Linked DNA regions of Mus musculus: region 2 is linked to region 1. A link is a contact called in public Hi-C data. All regions are on one chromosome and are shown on one strand. Each heading gives the region's core, a stretch centred on a gene start, on an enhancer-like site or on the middle of the called end of the contact. The rest is flanking DNA. Distances are from core to core; before and after follow the strand shown. Region 1 overlaps Gm34489 (a long non-coding RNA gene). Region 2 has its middle 120 kb from the start of Gm34637.

Region 1 (4,040 bases), core at 742-3,241:
AGATCTTGAAAAGGAAAAGTAATTTTAAAATTGCTTAAATTGACTTTAGAAAGCTATAAATGGATGAGAAATGGGGAGTGGTAAGTCTTGTCTCCCTATTGTGTAACAAAACAGATTGGCACACATTGATGAGATTAAGAAAAAATATATGAGCTAAAGTGTAAAAGCTAAACTAACCGAACAGACGAATAAATGAAGAAATCTAAACTTGAAATACTGAGGAGTCAGCATAAGAACAATCAGAAAAGATTTTAAATAATTACTGGTAGGGAACGAGCTTAGGGAGAAAAATCATATTATTTTTCCATTAATTTGCTGCATTGTTTAAATTTTTATCAAGTAATGAGTACATTTTGTAATTATGATAATAGTATTAAAATTAAATAGCTCTGTTCAAAGAGGAACAGGACATTTATTGAATCCCTGATACTCAGCATTATATACACACCATCTTGATTGAGTCATCATAAAATAAGTAAGATGTGGTTATCGCCCTTTCTGAGCCTATACCTCACTGGCAACCCAAATGTACTAGACAGATTAGTTGATAAGTGCACATGTCAGGGTTTAGCTCCAATAGTAGCACTGACTCTCTCCCTGCTGTGCCACACACACACACACACACACACACACACACACACACACACACATACAAGTATTTTAGAATACAATCTGTCTCAGGCTCACATGTACCACATCACATGGAAAAGAATATTCATTTGAGTTATGGTTCCTTTTTTGCAGCATTAAGTTGTCTTCTAAATGTCTATGAGCTATTTCTTCACCAAGAATAAGATACCAGTAAATAAACTCTAATTTTGCCATTATTTTCATCTTGCTTCTTTTGCATGGCCAGTTGGGGGCATTGCTTCCCTTGGCATTGGTCATCCAACAGCTGGTAATTGCACAATGCCTGGCATCAGAAAGAAGGATGAGAGGGGTTGTTCCATGGGTTCTAACTCAACAGGAAAGCATCCTGTCTTGGCTAATAGGACTGTAATATGAACTATACATTTAACTTCCTTCTTGATTGAACACAAAGATCATGCTTCCCAGAAATGGATGATTTCACAGTTCCGTGAAGCTAAAATAAAATAATGCAATAACTGGTCTCCATAATGGCAATCTTTTCTGATAAATGGAAAACCTCCAGTGATAATACTCTAATGGTGCCCAAGGTCCCAGGACTTAAGGGGGTCTGGGCTGCTTGCCCTGGGTATGAGAGCATATGTCCCTGTGAGCTTAACCTTCCATCCAATTGCATTTTCTCATAAATTCCAAGTTTGGCCTTGTGTGCTAATGCTTCAATGTACATTTCTTAGGAAAAACTCAACTTTGCTTTTCTGGTCTCTTCAGCTCAGGATAGAAGTGGGGAGAAGAGAACATTTCCGATAGATATTATGGGCAGATGTTTCTTAGAACAACTCAAACAAAGGCAGCAAGATAGCATCTGGTCCCTTACTATACTAAGCAATGAGAATGGAAAAGACAAGTGTAGTAGGTCTTCCTCACACTGTCATATGAGCCAAGTAAATGCTGGGCTCAGATTTGTAAGTTGGTATCAAAACTTCCAAAGCTGTGACAGATGAGACAGGAAGGCTAAAAGGTTGCTTGGGTAATGTGGCTGTGTTCTTACTGTACAGTAGACTCTCGCCCATAGCCAGAGTATTTCATTAGCATTTGGAGCCAGTAGTCTCTAGAAGTGAGATGAATAGGAGTTTTCTGAGAACTTTGGTGTCAAGGTCATTATTTAACATTTAGTACTATAATAAATGTCTCGACTGTTTAAAGATTTCATAGGCAAACTCAGAGTCAGCATATAGGAAATGTTTACTGACTCATATACGCACAAGATCCCAGAAATTGAAGGCTCTCTGACATCATCTAACCATACTGACTCATTTTAAATGACGACTCAATAAGTAGAAAGGAGTGATATGATTTGTCCTAGTCATTTAGATAGCATATACACTAGGGAAGATCATGATATAGTCACTGTTTAGTTTTTCACTTCCATAATACACGCTCATTGAGCACCTACTAACCCCTCGTCATAACATTAGGCTGTGACAAATGGATATGAGTATGAAGCAACTTCTGCCTCCTAAGTCCCAGGGAATCATGTAAAGTTATGACAGAAATCTTGGGCAAGGAGAGGAGACCAGAGAACTGTTGCTCTACTGAGAGACTGGAGACATCTAAGAATGGACATCCTATTTGAGTAGAGTCTTGGAGAAAAAGACTGGAGCAATGAAGCATTCCATGTGGAAGACTCCATTAAGCACCTTCTGGGTCAAGTCAATTTAAAGCTCAAGAGGGGTTCTATTGTTGCTAGATTCTAAAATCTCCGGAATAAAAAGTACTTCAACATAGAAAACTTAGAAGAGAGCCAGACTGACTTTTCAATGACATCTCATGGCCAAGAATCAAAAGAGATCTTCAAAAGAATGAGAAGTTATTTTGGGGGTCCCCAGCAAGAATCTTACCAATAAATTCTAACTCTCCTTACAGATATTTGAAACCACAACCACTTGAGGATATAAAAGAGATAAGTACCCTGCAGAGGCAGGACCCCAGTGATAGAGAATTTGTCAGTAAGTACCCAGAACAGTTCGGTACTCAATAAGTCAATCAGGAAACCTTTCCTCCTGACTCTCAGTGAAAGGCATTTGATTTATAAAGAAACTATCTCTGTAGAAACATGTAAAGTCCACTATCGACCCTTTCTCTAGAGCATTGGAAGGAGTTTTTATTGTGACTTGTTTGTTGTGGTCAAGGGTGGTAATGGTGTAGACAGACTGGCTTAGGCCACTTGTTAGTTGTGTGAATAATTAGACAAATTATAGAACCCCTTCCATGTGTCAGGCATAATACCTACCTTATACAGGTTTTGAAATCCCTTAGCTATATGCCATTCATATACTGTTCATTCATACCATTTGCTTAATGTTTTTTTCTAGTACTGTCACTATTTTTTTTAAGTTAATATATCATTACTGCCAAAGTCCTGCAGGGAGAACTGGTCTTTCTCTTCAGCTCTCAGCTGTTGTTAAGTAGATTGGCTGGCCATTGTTGGGTAGCATCTCTTCTCTCATCCACTACCTACTATAATGTTATAAGCCATGTGAAAGAATCAGACACAGTTTCCACACCAAGGGATCTATAATTAGATCATGTGTAATTATTACTAGTTTATTACTACTACTATATTACCCTTGAAAATAATATAAATGTGTCAGTTTTCCATTACTGTAAGATCACAGCCAAATAAACTGCTTTTACAGAAGAGCGGTTTGTTTTTGCTCAGGGTTTCAGAAGGTTCTGTGTGTGGTTGATTGGTTCTGTTCCTTTGGGCCCAGGCTTAGAGTGTGCGATCAAAGAAACTGCAAGAAGCAAAATAAGAAAGAGCAAGGGTCCAGGGTCCTAATGTTTCCCAAACAATCTACCATTTCTCACCAGCCTTCAACTCCTGAATGTCTACAACTTCCCAGCAATGCCACCAGCTGGTGACCAAGCCTTTAACATATAGCCTTTCAAGGGTGTATTTAAGATCCAAACATAATGAATATGGAAAATGTGAATCTAAGTGCTTTAATTCTGTCTTTAGTACATCTTCCCCCTTCATGTTTGTCTTGATTAAGTTCTGTCCACCCAGTACAGCTGCTGGATGTTTTGAGTCTGGATTCAATCAGTATAACAAAACCACACAGCAATTTGAAAAAGGAAAGCAGTCTAATATGAGGAGTCAGTAACCAGGAGATTTTGGAGAGATTAGCTAATACATAAAAAGAACAATAGGGACAACATAAAAATGTATGCTGAGGGCTGGAGAGATGCTTCTGTAGTTTGCTACACTCCGTTCTTCCCTAGGACCTAGGTTTGATTCACAGCAGCTCACAACTACCTCTAACTTCAGTCCCAAGGGATGTGATACCCTCTTCTGGCCTTCTCAGGCACTGCATGCATGTGCATAGACATACATGTAGGTCAAACACAATTATACATAGCAAAGTAAATAAATCTTTAAAAAGTTACTGAGT
Region 2 (4,040 bases), core at 479-2,978, 110 kb after region 1:
CAGCTGCAGGCATTCGAGTGCTGAAGTTCCCCGAGGTGAACAGATGAGTAAGAAATGAAAAATCCAAAAACAGAAACCTGGGGCTGTGGATCTCAGGAGAATGGAGACGGAGGCCCAGGGCAGGGGTTGAGGTAGGGTCAGAAAATGAGGAAGCCGTCCACAGCAAATGATATTCAACAATCATCCAAAAGATAACAATGGTTGTCAATGTCAGGTGCAGTAGAAGACCCTGAAAATAGTACCGTCGGTACAGCTGCAGCAGTAGTTACAATGAAAAGGGAATGAGGAATCAAAGGAGAAGTATCTGCTGAAGGTTCATTTAGTTTCCACGCTTGAAAGCACTCAGTCCTCAAACAGCCTGGTGTTGATATTTCTGTCTAATAGAAGAGTCAAAAAAAAATCTATCCACTGGACTTGAACCCAAGAACATCAGTGGTGACCTTAACAACTGAAATTCACTAAGGGAAAGTGACTCAGAGATCTACTGGAATGAGGCATCACAATTTGGAAGTGAAAGTCCTCCCTAGAGCCTCATGTGTTCTGCAGAAACTTGGTCACCAGCTGCTTCAGTCATTGAGAGAGAGAGTTTGACTCCTAAGGACCTGGTGTTATCTGTGAATCAACTGAGAGATCACCATCTGTTGGCATTGTTAGGAAACTGGTAAAACCTTTAAAGACAAAATCTGATGGAGGAAGTAGGTCATTCAGTTTGTTCGTGTGTGTGTGTGTGTGTGTGTGTGTGTGTGTGTGGCAGTGTGTGTGTGGGGGGGGGGGGTGTATCTTATCTCAGTTCCTCGCTCAGTCTCTCTGTTTCCTGGCTGCTGTGAAGGAAGCAGCTGTTCTCTACTGAACACTCTTCACCAGGATACACAGGTCCCAAAGCCACAAAGCCAGCAGATGATGGATAGACATTTCCGAAACCATGAACCAAAATAAAGATTCCTTCCTTGGTTCTTTTTTTCTTAACTGTTCTCTCACAACAGCAACAAAAGCCAACTAGTGAAGAAGAGGCACGTAAGGATCTGGTAAGAAAGCCCACGGTCAATTCCTCGACTCAAAATCCCACCAATCCCTGAACTTGCCCCTAGCTCAGGACTTGAAATCCCACCAGTTCCCACCCTGGAAAACTCTGCACCCCCCTGGAATCACCCCCCATCCCACCAAACCCTACATAAGCCTCTCTTCCATTCAGTTCTCTGCTTCTTCTCACCTGAACAGAGCCAGCCCACCTCCGGTGTTTTCCCAATAAATCTCTTACGTGAAGTTTGTTGTGCAGTGTGACTTTGTGGTATTCCCTAACTCCTGGCTGCCAGGAGTCCTTCCCTTCTGAGCTGTAACCTTTGCACTGGGGAAACCTTTCCTCTCAGACCTGTAGCACTTACAGTAAGAATGAAGAAAAAATATTATTTCAAGATATTTGAACGGGAGGAAAAGAAGGGAGATTCTAAAGAGATTAGAAGATCTCAGACTGTCACAGAGGGTTGTGTTTCTGTGAGAAAGGCTTAAACTTGGCTGGAGTAGATTCTAATTTTGTCACTTTAGCTGCCCATGGGTTGAAGGCAGACACAACCCTGGAATTCAGTCCTATGGTTGGATAGGGGAAATGCCTGAGGTGGGAGGACTCTGGCACACAGTGAAAAGGAGGTGAGATGACTTTAGATTAAATTCTGGAATGGAGTCTGGCATGTACACTAGTACTCAGTGACCACAAACCAACAGTTTAGTATGGGGGAAAAAGAGAGGAAGTTAGAAGAATGACTTCCTTTCTGATCCTTTGAGGTCATGTGGCCATTTCAGAGAAATCTAAATTGAACTTTTCTCGAAATGAAGACCACAGCCAGCCAGGAAATTCCTAGAAAGTCAAATTTTGAGTGAAGTCTGAATTGGGGGTTAGGGGGCTCATAAGTGTAGCCCTACACAAAAATCCAGTCAAGAGCCACTAACCCATGCTTAGACACACTGCCTCTGTCGGGCTTATGCCAAAGTATTATTATTTCAGTGTCTACTATGACATTAGCCGTGACATGAAGCACTGAGGTCACATGTTGTATGATAAAACATTTCCCGAGGAGACACAACACACATTGTACAAGAGCATTGTGTATGCCAATGTTGCCACACATTGACATACAATGTCTGAAGGAATGATTACCTGGAGCTTCTGAGATGAGAGCAGACTGTTTGCTTTCCCCCACTGAGTCCCGCCTTCACCTCATATACCTTACATGCAATCTTTTGCCAGGATGCCCATTGGCCCATCCTTGCTTTTGGATGCTTTTGTGAATAGACACCATGTTCTTCACATTTCTATCCTGCAGAGTCCCCTGGATATAAGGAACAGATTCACAGGGGAAAACTACACTCGTTCATTCAATTGCATAGCCCTTAAACGGATTCATAACAGATTATAACTTCCATTCCTATTCATTGTAACTAAAGGACAAAATAATTAGACAGTGTACATGCCAGGAAAAAGAAAGGAAGACACTCATGTACCCTGAGATTTTCTATCTTCAGGGCTAGAATTCTCAGCAGTGTCTGTGGTCCTGATCATTTCTAGACTTCCCCATTCTCCTCTAAGCCCCCTGCCATATGCTATCTAATGCCACTCTTGTGGGGTCCACAGGAAGAGGAAAGAAAGTGAGGCAGAGCCCCCCCAGGGCTCTAAAGTGCTTTGTCACTCCAGCCAGCAGCTGAAGGGTGTTGGGCTATTTAAATGGTTGTGAACTTCATGACTCAAGTTCCAAACCAATTTTTTGGAAACTTTAGAAAATACATTTGAAAAGCTATTTAAATGGAAACTTTTTTTTTCCTGTCAAGTTCCACCATAGCACACATTTTTACAGCCCTTATAATTCCTTGAAAACCCTCAATGTATAATAGAAGTGCTGACAGGTGCTGGGCCGTAGCAGCAAGCCTAACAGTTCAGCTGTGTTTATTTTTCATTACACTTGACTCTAATTGGTGCCAGTTTAACTGTACCGCATACCAACCAGAACCTTTTAACTCAAACATCAGCCTGGGCAAATTGGCCTCTTTCCCCCTGTCCTGGCTTTCTGATATCAGCAACTTCCCATATTTCTTTCTCATCAAACTATCTTTTTGCTTGTTGAGCAGCAGGTTGACTTCTTTCAGAAGCAAGATTCAAAAGAAAACAGAGCTACACCTTAACCCAGGCTCCTCTGACAATAGTCTTTGGAGAGCCCTGAACCTCCATGAACCTCGTTTCTTCACCTGCAAGAGTTAGAAACCATAATTTCTGTTTGGCTGGTCCATTTCAGGAGTCAGTATAAGGCAGGGAAGACTGAGCACTTTGTAGTAGAAGACTCAGGTAGTAAGTGAAATGCACAAGGCCCAGGAAGTAAATGAAACAAAAGCCCAGAAAGAGCTTGAAAAATCACAAGACGTACACAACTTCTCCCCCAAACTTCTGAATGCAGTTCACAACTTCTAGGGAAGGGAGAGGCTATGATTGACTGAGGTCTCTGCAAGCTGTGCATGAAGTCCAGGGTTGCAAGCTTTTCTGAGTCATCGTTCATAAAGGAGCCCAGAAAACAATGATGACTTGAAATTACTTTTCATATATCACATACTTCTAATATTAAGATGGTGACATCATGAAAAAGAATGCCCTATCTCATTACTGACTGGCTCTGGCATTCTCTACCATGATGATAAGAGCAGAAGAACCATCCCATTGACAATCCCATGGGAAGCAAGCTGTTTGCCTTTCAAAAGCTTGAGGCTGGGGCAAGACACAGCTGGGAGCTACCACGTCACTGAGGCCTTTCCAGAGGCTCAGAGATGTGGCTCTGCCTGGGAATTCTTCAAATGACTCTCAAGTGGTCTCCTTAGAGATGCTGACAGGTCCAATCAGAGTCTCTTCTCCTAAGATGAAAGACATGGCAGAGGTGTCTGAGAAATGAAAAAGGTGTTCTGGATAATCACAGGGAATGTCCCTTGGACGCGAACAACATTCAGCCCAGGTTCCTGGTTCACTGAGGTATGTGTCCTCAGAGGAGGCAGAGGTCACCAAAAGA

The links. A called contact is a pair of places that touch in the nucleus more often than the background predicts.
Region 2: a contact with region 1 is called in a Hi-C map of the Ba/F3 cell line, with 2.7 times the contacts expected there. The contact joins two enhancer-like sites. A contact is called at or near these places in 3 of 15 datasets of contacts at CTCF or cohesin (CD8 T cells, large pre-B cells and pro-B cells), 15 of 484 Hi-C or Micro-C datasets (the 63-12 cell line, the Ba/F3 cell line, the HL-1 cell line and 11 more) and 6 of 115 datasets of contacts at active chromatin or transcription factors (the 230-238 cell line, CD8 T cells, bone marrow-derived dendritic cells and 2 more).

What each region holds. Positions count from the first base shown.
Region 1 is chr12:12,435,695-12,439,734 of GRCm38.p6, forward strand. The region is part of intron 1 of Gm34489 (a long non-coding RNA gene); the gene reads left to right. Among named protein-coding and RNA genes, the nearest start is that of Gm34489, 17 kb to the left of the region's middle. Within about 2 kb of position 1,992, at least 3 of the 459 cell types and tissues checked have an H3K27ac peak or open chromatin away from gene starts, as enhancers often do. A contact at or near this core is called in the Ba/F3 cell line, where this site is marked.
Region 2 is chr12:12,545,988-12,550,027 of GRCm38.p6, forward strand. No RefSeq gene overlaps it. Among named protein-coding and RNA genes, the nearest start is that of Gm34637, 120 kb to the right of the region's middle. Within about 2 kb of position 1,729, at least 35 of the 459 cell types and tissues checked have an H3K27ac peak or open chromatin away from gene starts, as enhancers often do. A contact at or near this core is called in the Ba/F3 cell line, where this site is marked.